Linked DNA regions of Hordeum vulgare: region 1 is linked to region 2. The links are chromatin contacts, called in public Hi-C maps. All regions are on one chromosome and are shown on one strand. Each heading gives the region's core, a stretch centred on a gene start, on an enhancer-like site or on the middle of the called end of the contact. The rest is flanking DNA. Distances are from core to core; before and after follow the strand shown. Region 1 holds the start of LOC123444169 (protein transport protein Sec61 subunit alpha-like). Region 2 has its middle 150 kb from the start of LOC123444167.

Evidence for each region. Hi-C and Micro-C count contacts between places; a contact is called where the count stands out from the background.
Region 1: a contact with region 2 is called in a Hi-C map of seedling, with 4 times the contacts expected there. The contact joins the promoter of LOC123444169 here to the enhancer-like site in region 2. A contact is called at or near these places in 1 of 6 Hi-C or Micro-C datasets (seedling) and 1 of 1 datasets of contacts at active chromatin or transcription factors (embryo).

What each region holds. Positions count from the first base shown.
Region 1 is chr3H:445,113,315-445,119,707 of MorexV3_pseudomolecules_assembly, forward strand. It overlaps LOC123444169 (protein transport protein Sec61 subunit alpha-like), which reads right to left and starts at 2,142. Exons shown (of 7, transcript XM_045120805.1): 1 at 2,005-2,142; 2 at 775-1,122; 3 at 363-590; 4 at 1-277. The coding sequence starts at 1,118.
Region 2 is chr3H:444,866,084-444,872,226 of MorexV3_pseudomolecules_assembly, forward strand. It overlaps the pseudogene LOC123444168. Among protein-coding and RNA genes, the nearest start is that of LOC123444167, 150 kb to the left of the region's middle. Within about 2 kb of position 1,643, at least 3 of the 3 cell types and tissues checked have open chromatin away from gene starts, as enhancers often do. A contact at or near this core is called in seedling, where this site is marked.

The sequences.
Region 1 (6,393 bases), core at 892-3,391, 250 kb after region 2:
TGGATATGAACCTTGCTGCCCACGGGCATTCCTTGATCTCACTGGAAGCACGACACGGAAGCCTTGGAAATAGATAACAATGAGGAAGACCAGGACAGTAGCAAGTAAGTTGGTCACGTTGGGAAGATTCTGGCGGTAGAAAGCCTCCCGTAGGGCACGGACTTTGTCAGTTCTAGTAATCAAGAGGTGGAACAACCCAATGACAGCCCCTTCAAATTCAGCACCACGTCCACTGTTGATGGTTGTGGGGCTAAACGCCTTCCAGATGATATTCTCACTGTATGACACAAGTTTACCATGAGCCATGGAATCACAGAACAATATTCAAATGACCGAAGAGAAATAAAACTCAGTAAGGTTACCAGATGTTGGTAGCGATGAATAGAGAAATGCCAGAACCCAAACCATATCCTTTCTGGAGAAGTTCATCCAGACAGATGACAATGATGCCAGCAAAGAAAAGTTGAAGTATAATGAGAATAGCATTCCCTGTTCCTAGTTGGCTCACACTGCCATACATTCCAGACAAAACATATGCCACAGCTTCTCCGATAGCAATGAGGATACCAAGCAACTTTTGTGCACCATTCCTGAGTAAGAAAAAAGTACTATTTGTCAGAAGACCATCATCGGGTACAGGAAATAAGTGTGAGGAATATTCAATTACTTCCATTGGTTATTCCTTGAATAAGATCTGAATTTTTACTGATCAGATTATGGAAACAAAATCAACCAACATGGACAAGAAGGATATTTTGCCGTTTTAGTACTTACAGAAGTGCACGATCCTCTCTCACACTGTTGTCAACTTCAATGATCTTTGATCCTACCAGAAGTTGCATCACCATCCCAGATGTCACAATTGGAGTGATACCCAGCTCCATAACAGTACCACGGTTGGATGCAAGAATAGCACGCAACCAGTAGAAAGGGTCAGCTCCAGTAGTTGAATGGATGCCATAGAGCGGGAGCTGGCTGCACACTAGGAAAATGAAGAGGGAAATAACAGTGTAGATGAGTTTTTCTCTGAATGGAATTCTCCTATCAGCACTCTGTACTTCCGGTAAGAAACCCAGAAAGGGCCTGACAAGATGCAGCACTCTAAAACCGCCAGCCATGGTCCTGTGTTGAGGAAAAGAAAAATAAATCAACATTTCTCGATACAAACAGAAAACTGAAGTACAAAGTAACCTGGGAAACCTTATGAAACCCTCAACTTGGTAGAACTAATACAGCACAGGCAACAATTGATTGTAATTAAGTTAAGAAGGGTCTATTTGACTGGGACATAAGTGAAGCTACCAACATTGTATAACATCTTATATTCAGGGTACAGTAAGCTTAAATTTCGAGATAAAACACAAACAGAGTGCAGTATAAATCATGACAAGAGTCCTGCTTCAAAATGTGCAGGCGGGATTCTATGTTGGCTACATCAAATAAATCATCATAATCCTAAATCACAGTCGATGGGGTGAGCGAAACAAAATGCCCACTGCCTAACCGCTGTCTGGGACCAATCTGCACGAAATAAAGCCTATGATTCGCAAATATCTGAATCGTTCTCCTGTCCATCTCAGTAAACATACAGAGATGAATCGCACACCGAATAATTGATCAGAGAAAACTACTCCGTAGTAGTTAACCAACGTAACTCTCACCAATAACAAATATGGAAGCATAACAACTCATGCTGTTACGACGACTACTTGGTATTCAGTGATCGTCATCCTGGATCCTTCCTTTCAAATCCCGACGGACAAGGAAAGCCCGGATGCGAGGTGAATTCAGCTGGTGCGGGCTTCTGCAGTTCCTCCATACGACCGGACCAGCAACGTGTCCCGTCATGCCGCGTCCAGCACCGGCGAACGACCAAACCAACCGCCGCGAAAATCGCAATTCTAACTTGCAACGAGACAGCGACTGAATCTGAAAGTCCGAAGCTGCTTGCTGGAGATCCAGGCGGGAGCGGGAGGGCGAGGAGGCATTGGCAAGCGGCCTTACCTGGCCGACGGGAGACCCGACGCCGAGGAGAGAGGAAGGCCGCTCTCCGCCGCCGCCGCCGCCGCGGTTGACGAGGGGGCGTGAGACGCAAGGCCGAGGAAGGAGGGAGGGAGATGCCGAGGAACACGAGACGAGAGTGCGGGAAGAGCGCGCGCGTGGGTTTTAGAGGGAGGCGCACGGGAGCAGGTGGCGGGACAGCGGGTCGTTGGCCCTCCGAGCCGTCGGATCGGGAACGGACGCCTCGGATGGGGTCCTGTGACGTGGAGCAGGCAGTACTACTTACTAGGAGTACTACTAACAGAAAGCTCATGGTGGCGTCTTCCGCGAGGACAAGGGTGAGGAGAAGGCACGCTTTACGGTTGGGGATGGCGTGGCGGCCGGACCCAGTTGTTAGGATAGAGTTTCCACGTGGCTAGGCACATTTGCCTCTTCTATTTATTAAACAAAAAATCAAACCTATTATAAAAACTTATCAAAAGCGCAAAACACTCTCAAACATAATAAAATTACTCTCTCCGTTCGTAAATATAAGACCTTTTAGACATATTACTATAAACTACTCCCTCCGTTCCTAAATATAAGTATATTACGATATTTCACTAGGAGTCTACATATGAAGCAATATAAATGAATCTACACTCTAAAATATGTCTATATACATCCGTATGTAGTCCACTAATGAAACCTCTTTAAAGACTTATATTTAGGAACGGAGGGAGTAGATACACATGTACATAGACATATTTTAGAGTGTAGATTCAATCATTTTGCTTTTTATATAGTCTAAGTGTAATCTCTATAAGGTCTTATATTTAGGAACGGAGGGAATACATCGCATGGACATTCAACAACCCTTGTGTGACAGCCCGATGCCGACGTTCCAGAAGATTCTCCTTCTATTCCGTTTTCGTCGTGTGTCTATTTTTCTTTTGTCGCACCATCATCACATCATGCGCATCATCTGCATTGCATCGGCATCTCCGTGCCGCCAGTTTTCGAAAGTTGCATCCGTTAGTAGTTGCCGGTTCTCGTCGTTGTCCGTTCTGAGTCCGACCACACATGCACGCGCCCGCGGCATCGTCAAACCCTGTTTTAAAAGTGTGTGTAAAACTTTCTCTGATTGGGTTGAAACTTGGTGTGCGGTCTTATTGTAATATAGGTAGGCCATATGTCAATTTTCATTGCTATCGGAGTTCGTCTGGTACCCGAACGGTCGCGCCGTAGCGGCACCGTATTCGGTTACCGTCGGACGCTTTCGTTGTTTTAAACCCCGATGCCGGGCTGCCCGTTTCCCCTCTCATCTCCGCCTGGCCCCTCTACACAGTGCACCGACCTGCGCGCGGCCTAGTCCAAAAACCTCTCGGGACCCGAATCGGGCGGTCGTGACCGTTGGATCCAGATCAACCCCGTTTTACCGTAAATCGTCTTCGGTTTGTCCATTGATCATCCTAACCTATTTTTTTCCGACCGTCCGATTAAAATCGGAGGGTCGAGATGAACCTAAGGCTAGCCTACTAGCTATATATTTGGACTGTAGTCTAAGTCAGTCCAAAACCTAATTTCTAGGGATCCTCCCCCTGTCCCAACCGCCGCCGCCACCCCCCTTGACCCATCTCCTTCCTCGGGATCTCTCCTGATCCATCCAACGAGAGCCCAGCGGAACACCATAGCAGGCCTCCCGTGCTCAAACTCGTCCCCAACCACCTCTCTCCTGGACATGTCCGGCGACTGTAGCTCCCGGCGTCCGGCGACCACAGCCACACGCACGTCCCCGAGCACCTCCGCTGCCAACCCGTCGAGAGAGCGCCCAGCAGATGAGCTCGTCCCTCTCCTCCCCCTTTCTTTCTTCCCCTCTCTGAATTCCCTTTGTGTCTCCCTTTATTCAGGCAACAGCAACCGCGCCAGGGGCCCTCTCCGCCAGCCGTGCCCGCTGGCGAGCCCCGCTGCTGACGATGTCAGGTCGCCGTGCCTCGAGCCCCTTCTCCTTCCTCATCCCTCTCTCTTCCCTCTCCCTCACGAATCTCTCTTCCTCTCACCTCCCTCTGTTTGCCACGACAGGAACCAGCGACCCAACCCAGCGCCTCGAATCAGAGCTCCCTCCCTTGGGGAATGGGTTCCCTGCCTCCGGATGTGGCGGATTCCCTGCTTCCCCATCGGCGCCCGTCCCCGACCGTCGCGCACCCTGGACCTCCTCAACGAGCATCTACACCGCGTTTGTCTGCTCCTCTGTTGGTAAGACTCCCGTGCACTTGTGGGGAAGAAGACCCACTGCTATGATAGAAATAGAAGCAATCACCTGCACCTGTGTCACGTGAAGAAGCGTAGTCAACCTGGTCATCCCACTGGATTTCAGCCAGGAGATCTTGGGTTCGAAACCCCACGGCTCCACATTTTTTATTTCTGCAATTCGTCTCTCGAGGATGAGCTACTGCTGCCGTCTTAATTAGTTCAGAGACCCATTTATTTAACGTGCAAGTCGGCCGTAGCTAGGGGTGGGCATATAACCCGATAACCGATTTACCGAACCGATTTAACCTGGACCGAAGCTGAAGTGACCGAATCCGAAATGTTCGGTATTAAGCTCGGTTACCATTTCTAAGAAACCAAATTAACTTCGATGATTTCGGTCTGTACCCTCGATGCACCGAATTGACCGAAGCACCGATGACGCCCTACCACCTTTATTACTCTCTTCCAACTCCCGCAGGCCACATTCCCTAATCCCGCACGCGCCACGCCAGCAGTTTGCAGAACTTGCGCTGCCTTCTCCAAAAAGGGTGCTCGTCCCAAATCTCCTCCTCCCAAAATCATGGGATAAATCAATCATTGCCCTCCTTGAGACTCGTGCGTGATTTGTACCTTCCATGGGCGCTTGATTTCTTGTCTCCCGAGCACCCTATTTGAGTGGTGAATCACCGCATCCGGATGCATCTCGATCTATGTTGCCGCTCCACCTCCCAAATCCCTAGCGTATGGCCACGACATCTGGTCGATCTCTGCACATGAAGAAGAAATTTGGCAGCTGCAAGCCACATCAAACGGCTGTATCAATTATGCATCAATTGCTGCTGCTCGCCTGCGAGGTTGTGATGTAAGTACTTGATTCCATTCGGTCATATTCTTGATTCAATCCAGATCCAAGTTCATGATTTGATCCTAGTTCTGATGCGTACTTCCTGTCTGAACCAACCTTTTGCTTTATGTTATGGATGTCTTCCGGGATAGACGAAGGTTGCAGAACGCGATGATATACCGATCCTGTATGAAAAGCTTCCTATGATTGTCTGGTTCTATTTTGTTTTATCAGATTTAAGTGTTAAGTTAGACTTCTCATTGTGTGGTTTGTGTTAAACTACAGGTGGTTGTTGGATACAATTTGCAGAGTCGAATCTGCTATGTTTATGCCCAGTTTGTGTTAATCATCAAGAATTTACTACCTATCACTTTTTTACCGTCATTCTTATTTATCAGAGAAGGTACAAGTTTATTTATTTTTGCAGAGAAGAGTTACAGGTTTTATGATCGCGTGTGGTAAAAATTTGTAGTTGATGGTTTGTAAGCGCGCATGTTCTGTTGGTGTAGTTTGCAGCTGTCTGAACTTTTTTTATGAAAGAAAGTTGTGCGTCCATGTGTGTCTCTCTTACGTTTGTTATTAGCTAGGCCAACCCAGCTATCCATAGAAGCTATATATATAATATATTCTATCCAACCATCCCAGCCTAGCCCAACGCCCCATCTTTTCAGTAGCAGGTCAGCTATCCCATACCGTATGTTCGGTACAGAACCGAGGACCGAACCGAACAATCCAGGGACCGAACTCTCGGTTATTTTAATTGATAGAGACCGATCGGTCCCTGTGTTTTGAGAACCGAAAATAAAAATAGTGCCGAAGCACCGAACCGAACGGTTCGGGGGAACCGAACGCCCACCCCTAGCCGTAGCCCAGCTGGTCAGCGCGCTCGGTAGCAACCCTGAGGTCCAGGGATCAAATCCCGTTGGCGCCCCCTTTTGTTTATTTCGTTTCCCCCCTGTTGAAGTAGCAGTAGAGTTAGTTTATAGCCTTGTTAAGTCCCCATCTGTGGTCAGCTACGCCGCAGTAGCATAGTGGTGTGGAGTTGTGCATAGGGTACCCTTGGCTCAGGGTTCAATCCCCCATGCATCCCATTTTTTTTCTTTTAGGTGTGTGGTGCAGTAGTTGGGGTGTGTGTGTATTGTGGGGGTATGGCCCACTTGCATACACCCATTAGGGGCCCTGGTGAGTATGACCAGTGGGACCCCTTGATGTTTATATGATTTTTGTTTTGTTTAGATTTGTGTTCTATTGTTTTCAAATCTGGAATATTCCAGAAGAGGAGCATGCCAACTCTGGCATGCCAAGAACAACCCTTG
Region 2 (6,143 bases), core at 393-2,892:
TACAAGAACCCATTAGGCCACAAGGTTGAGATTCAAACATGATCCTAAACCGATTAAATGTAATATGCGATGCATTACGGTGATTATCTCTAAAAAACTTCCACTACCTACGATAATGTGTTAAAAGCCAGTGAATTGGAGCGCCCTAAGAAGCATGTTTGATTAATTAGTGAGGATGGCTTAAATATGGGCACCCACAACCTCAAGTGTGCGCCCATTTCAGAAAAGAACAGTCTTGAAATAGACGGGGGTGCAATTTAAGTTTGAAACTGTGAACTTATTGCACTTTGTTAGCTTGTGGATGGCAAGTGAAGACAATTAGCACAATGCAAGAGATAAAGGTTCAAACAACTCAGGAACAAGTAGCAATTATCCTACCCGAGCTCGTCATCTAGATGGCCTGCCACTACAAGCAGGGTTAAATCATGAGAGTCTGCAAAGAAATAATCTTAACTAGCACAGGCAAAACCACATCTTTCATCTCCCACGAAACACTACCATTATCCAAAACCGAAACACTACCACAGAACTACAATCTCTAATCTAAACACTAGGACAGAGACTACATCGTCTTGTTACAATCAACGGACAGCTAAATCTCACGACAGATACCTCATGTCCCTCATACGGGCAGCTAAATCTCACGACAGATACCTCATGTCCCTCATACGGGCAGCTAAATCTCACGACAGATACCTCATGTCCCTCATACGGGCAGCAAATCAAGCAAAACTAGGACAGAATGAAGCTACAATGTTTCGATGCTAGCACAAGAATCACTCCCACCTCCTCGCTGAAGCCTAAAAATCACATCTTTCTCCCACATACACCTTCCGAAGAGGGGTACAGCTGAACAAATCTTGAAAGATGCAAAAGAGACGCGAGAGAATCCGCCTGGACCCTGCCGCGGCAGCTCTGAGCTCGGAGCTAAGAGGGAGGGGGCCAGGGGAAAGGTAAGTCCACGACAAAAAAAAAATGAAGGGAACAGCAAAGACCAAGCGTCGCGCATCTGCTGGAGCATCCCCAAATCCCCCCACGTCTCCCTCCCCACTAGCAGACGCCCGGATCCCGGAGCACCGAGCAAAGAGCAGCTCAAGCTAAGCTCCAACCAACGCTCGACCACGAGCACGAGCTAAGCTGAGCTGAGCCCAAGCTCGAATCGACAGAAACCACCGCGGCCGTCACGCGCGAATTACCCACCACGCGCCCCCAAAAACCAGCGGCCAATCGAGCGCGGGAGGCCGCGCGGCCCCGAGATCGACCGCCGGGGAGCTCCCAATTGGGCCACCCACGCAGATCCCCCGAGAGGAAGAAAGAAAAAAAAACTAAAACTCCCCACACCCGAGAGCAATTCCCCCGGCTCCAGCGGCCGCCCCGATTCACGCGCGGCGTACGGGCGAGCGGCGAGCGGCGAAGGCGGAGGCCCCCCGCGAATTCCGGGCCGATTCGTGCGAGACCTACGTTGATCGGCGCGTGCGGCCGTGCGGGCGGGCGGATCGGATCGGTGCGCCCGTCGGCCCTGGGCCGCGGCGCGGCGCGGGGGGTGGAGGCTCCCCGCGGGGGAGCGGACGGCGGGTGTGTGTGTGTGTGTGCCGTCGGCCAAATGGCGAGGGTTTGGAGCTCCGGGGCGGGGCGATCCGGGCCGTCGGCCGGCTGTGGGCCCGGTCCGGGGCGATCCGCGCCGTTGGATCGGGGACGGGGAGCGGGTAACGGCGTTAGGCCTCGGTTGGCAGGATGCTTTTAGAGGAAAATCCCCGAGAGGGGCAGAAACCTCACACAACCTCGGACGCCCATTTGATAAAAGGGTTTGCTTAGCCGAATCCCCTCCGCCCTCCTTCAATCCCTTCCTATCCATGTGTTTCAGGATCCTCCTCGAGAAACTGGTGAAAGCAAAGCTCCGAAGATTTGAGAGGATTGGATGGAAAGAAGGGATACATCAAATCCCCTCAAATCCCTTCAAATCCCCTTCTTCCCAAACCTCCCCAATCCACTTCTACCAAACAAAGCCTCAGCGGAGCGCTATAGGAGCAGCCCCTCCGACGCCCGTGAGCCGTCGTGCCTCGGCCTGTGGCCACGGCGCTCCAGGCTGTCACGCATGGCCCCACAACCACCCTCGGATGCGGCGTGGCACGCCAGTGCCGGCGAGACCCGCATTAGGCCCTCCCGAGTTGCCAGGCCTCGGCAGTGTTGGCGGTCGGGCCTCCTCTCCTTCGGTCGCGAGGAAGGAGAAGACGAGCCAGGGGAGGGACGAGAGAGAGGAGAGAGAGAGACGGGGGGCCGCTCGTCGGAGAGAGAGAGAGAGAGAGAGAGTAGATAGGGCCGGTCCCAGTCGTCAGCGAGAGTTAAGATAGTCAACCCGGGCCCAGCTCCTGTTAAGTGGAAACGTATTTGTACAAATACGCTTTCTGACTTTCAAAGCGTACTTGGGTGCAGTTTCGGAGGTAAACACGCTTTCGGTTCACTGAAAGCGTAAACTCTGAAAAGGTGCCTTCTCCTTTCTCAGCCGCCAACCGAACCTACTGAATTGTGAACGTTCACCCGTTAAGGACTAAAACGGATATATTTTTGTATGTTTATCACTTAACGAATAAACGGGCGTATCTTTGCGACCGTAACTCTGATTGAGGTAAAACCAGCGCCCACGCTTTCGTCTCGTTGAGCCCGTTTCAATAGTACCATTTTCGCATCATCACAGTAGAAATGATTGTTTTGCCATTGCCCTCCGATCGAGCCCTTCGAGAGAGAACCCTTCCGACAAACCCTTCCGTGAGATGGTCGCGCTTCTTCCCGACGTATTCATCAACCCCAGGCAAGCCAACCTCTTATCATGAGCTCCAGACTTGTGTGATGATTTTGCTTGCACTCTGCGTGTTCATCTGTATCACCTGTTAGTCTGCACTTGCATACACCTGTTAGGACATCCGTGTTATATGTTAGCATTACTTCTCATCTAATGCCATGTCTTGTTTACATATTACCATACTAATAATAATATTGTTAATAACATTGACATGTTAGTACTAGGGTCTGATCTCATGCCATGATTATCAACACTATTGTTTGCTATGCTATTGTTCAACACTTATATTTGTCGAGGTAATGGAACGATGATGGATAAGTTGAGTTGAAAATGCAACCTAGTTGGTTGATCTTGAGTCAGCTGTCCAGGCTTACCCGTGCAACCACATTTGCCGGTATAGGACGACCTTGAATTGGTCTGATTGCGTCCTCTTTCACCGGTACCTCCAAAGTGCGAGGGTTATGCACACGCGCTACCCTGATCAGATAGGCAGTGATAACCGTGTGAGCTAGTTGAGTTGTTTTGTGCCGGCGTCCCCGTTTGGGACAGTTTAATTTAGCCACGACGGTGGCAGGTGTCAAGGCAGGACTCCGGGGGAGGATGAATGTCGGTGGTATGATGGAAGAGTCACGGGTCAGACAAGGTTCGTTGGAGCAACACTGGTCCACCCAAATGGGATCACGAGGTCAGTGCTCCATGGTGTGGGTAAAGTGTGCAACCTCTGCACAGTGTAAGAATCTATTCGGTATTGGACAGCCCGACCATACCTCACTAGGTGGTCAACCATAACAATGATAACAATGATGGAAGAACTCATCTGGCATGGACATCAGAGGATGTCGGGAACATGATATGTTAGCCAAGATATGGCTATATGATGAGTGGTCAGATGACCATATGATTTGGAAGGGATTTGGATCCGTTCAGGTTGGATTACGAGTATATCGAGGGTTGTGGGACAACCCGGAAGAGAGTAAGTTGACATTCGGTAATAGTAAGTAATTTAATCACTTGTAGTGATCTTTGCCATGCTAGTTATGTAGATTACATGCTTGATCCATGTTTTCCTGTTAATTCCATGCCATGCTTAGAATAATTCTTGTATAACATAGGGCTAGCTTTGTCATCTGCTTGTTTGGATGATATGTATTTGGTTCTCTCGCGAGTATATTCAAAGTACTCACCTGGCCTTGCACGTGGCCAGTTGCACGAGAAGACTCGTCGTGCTCGATTGTAACCCAGCCAGTCCTGCGAGTTATGGAGCCCAGCCAGAGACGTCATTGCCGCTGAATCAAGATCCCTGTTGCCATTTAGTAAGCTCTGGAATTATGTAATATTGTTGTAAGCAACAGTTTGTAATACTCCATTATATTATAAAGCCATTTTTGCCTGGAATTGTTGTATCATGTATTTGCCGTGCATCCAGTCTTATCCTAGGGACGGGTGTGCGTCGGCCCTCTATCGGGGTGCCACAAGACTTGGTAGCAGAGCCAGGCTGGCTATAGGTTACCCTAGCACCAAGACCACCCCGGGTTCGACCGGTAGTGAGCCAATAGATTTGACCCCTCTCTGGCACCCGACATGGTCACTATTGATCAATAGGCGGCGCAGTCGGAATGGACGTGTCCCTACCCAGTTGTCCGCCCACCCAACCACTCTATATTGCACCATGACCCTACCCAGTTGTCGGCCGTGCCGGCGTATCTTCTACCCGACACGAGAAGGATCCACGCCATCTTGGTGTGTTCCAGCCCGACTGCCGATTTAACCCCTCCCACTGGTGAGCCGCCGCTCTCTCCATCTAGTAAGCCAGATCCTTGCAAGAGAACCCAGGCTAGAATCCCCAAACCAGCAGCCATGGCCAGTTCTTCTAAAACACCCACTTTCCATAGTCGAACCTTGCCTAATGGTTATCCTGGCTTTCCGCCCATCCTTTCGAGTATGCTCACCCGAGCCCTTGGCCGTAGTAAGCCTCCAGTGTATTTGGTGTTCCAATCGGAACCCGTTCCCCATCTTTGTCGATTCTATGCAAAGGTGCATATCAACCTAGGTCGTTGCCGCTGAATCAAGATCTCTGCTGCCATTTAGTTAGCTCTGGAGTTATGTAATATTGTTGTAAGCAACAGTATTGTAATACTCCATTATATTATAAAGCCATTTTTGCCTCGAATTGTTGTATCATGTCTTTGGCGTGCATCCGGTCTTATCCTGGGGACGGGCGTGTGTCGGCCCTCTATCGGGGTGCCACAGTAATGAATCATTTTCCATTCGAAGATCATCATATGACATTCTCAACTTCTCAAGATCAAGCTTCCTTTGAAGAAATTCATAGGATAGCTTCTCATGATCAGCCAAGAGTGTAACATGACGATCTTGAAGACTATCATACCTAGACTGAAGACTTTTAGTATCTTCCGTGAGGATTTGAGTCCGATTCATTTCATCATTCAACATGTCATTGCTTTTGTCTAGCAGTTTCCGAAGCTTTTCAATGGCACTTTGTTGTTAGTAGCAATGTTGGCAAGTTTATAGTAACTGGGTTTTGAAATTCATCAGGTTAACAGTCACTAGAATCAGAGGAGGATGAGTGGCTTGGTACCTTTGAACCTTTTGCCATGAAGCAATAGGTGGGAGCGATGTCATCTTCACTGTCATCAGTGTTGTTGATGTTGTCATTTTCTTCAGAGTTGAAGGTGGACTTGCTGACGAATGTAGTAGCTAGTGCAAGACTTCCCACACCAGATTCAGACTCCACTACATAACCTTCTTCTTCCTCACATTCCTCAAATTCTTCTTCAGAATCCATTTCCTTGTTGATGAGTGCCTGATACGTCTCCGTCGTATCTACTTTTCCGAACTCTTTTGCCCTTGTTTTGGACTTTAATTTGCATGATTTGAATGGAACTAACCCGGACTGACGCTGTTTTCAGCAGAATTGCCATGATGTTGTTTTTGTGCAGAAATAAAAGTTCTCGGAATGACCTAAAAATTTACGGAGAATTTTTCTGGAATTAATGAAAAATACCTGCGCAAAGATCCACCGGAGGGGTGAGCGAGTGGGCCACAAGCCCAGGGGGTGCGGCCACCCCCCTGGTCGTGCCATGAGGGCTTGTGGGGCCCACGAGGGTCCACCGCCTCCAACCTCAGCTCTATATATTCCGTTTCGCCCGGAAAAAAAATCAGAGAGAAGGATTCATCGCGTTTTACGATACGGAGGCGCCGCCACCTCCCGTTCTTCATCTGGAGGGCAGATCTGGAGTCCGTTCTGGGCTCCGGAGAGGGGAAATCGTCGCCATCGTCATCATCAACCTTCCTCCATTGACAATTCCATGACGCTCTTCAC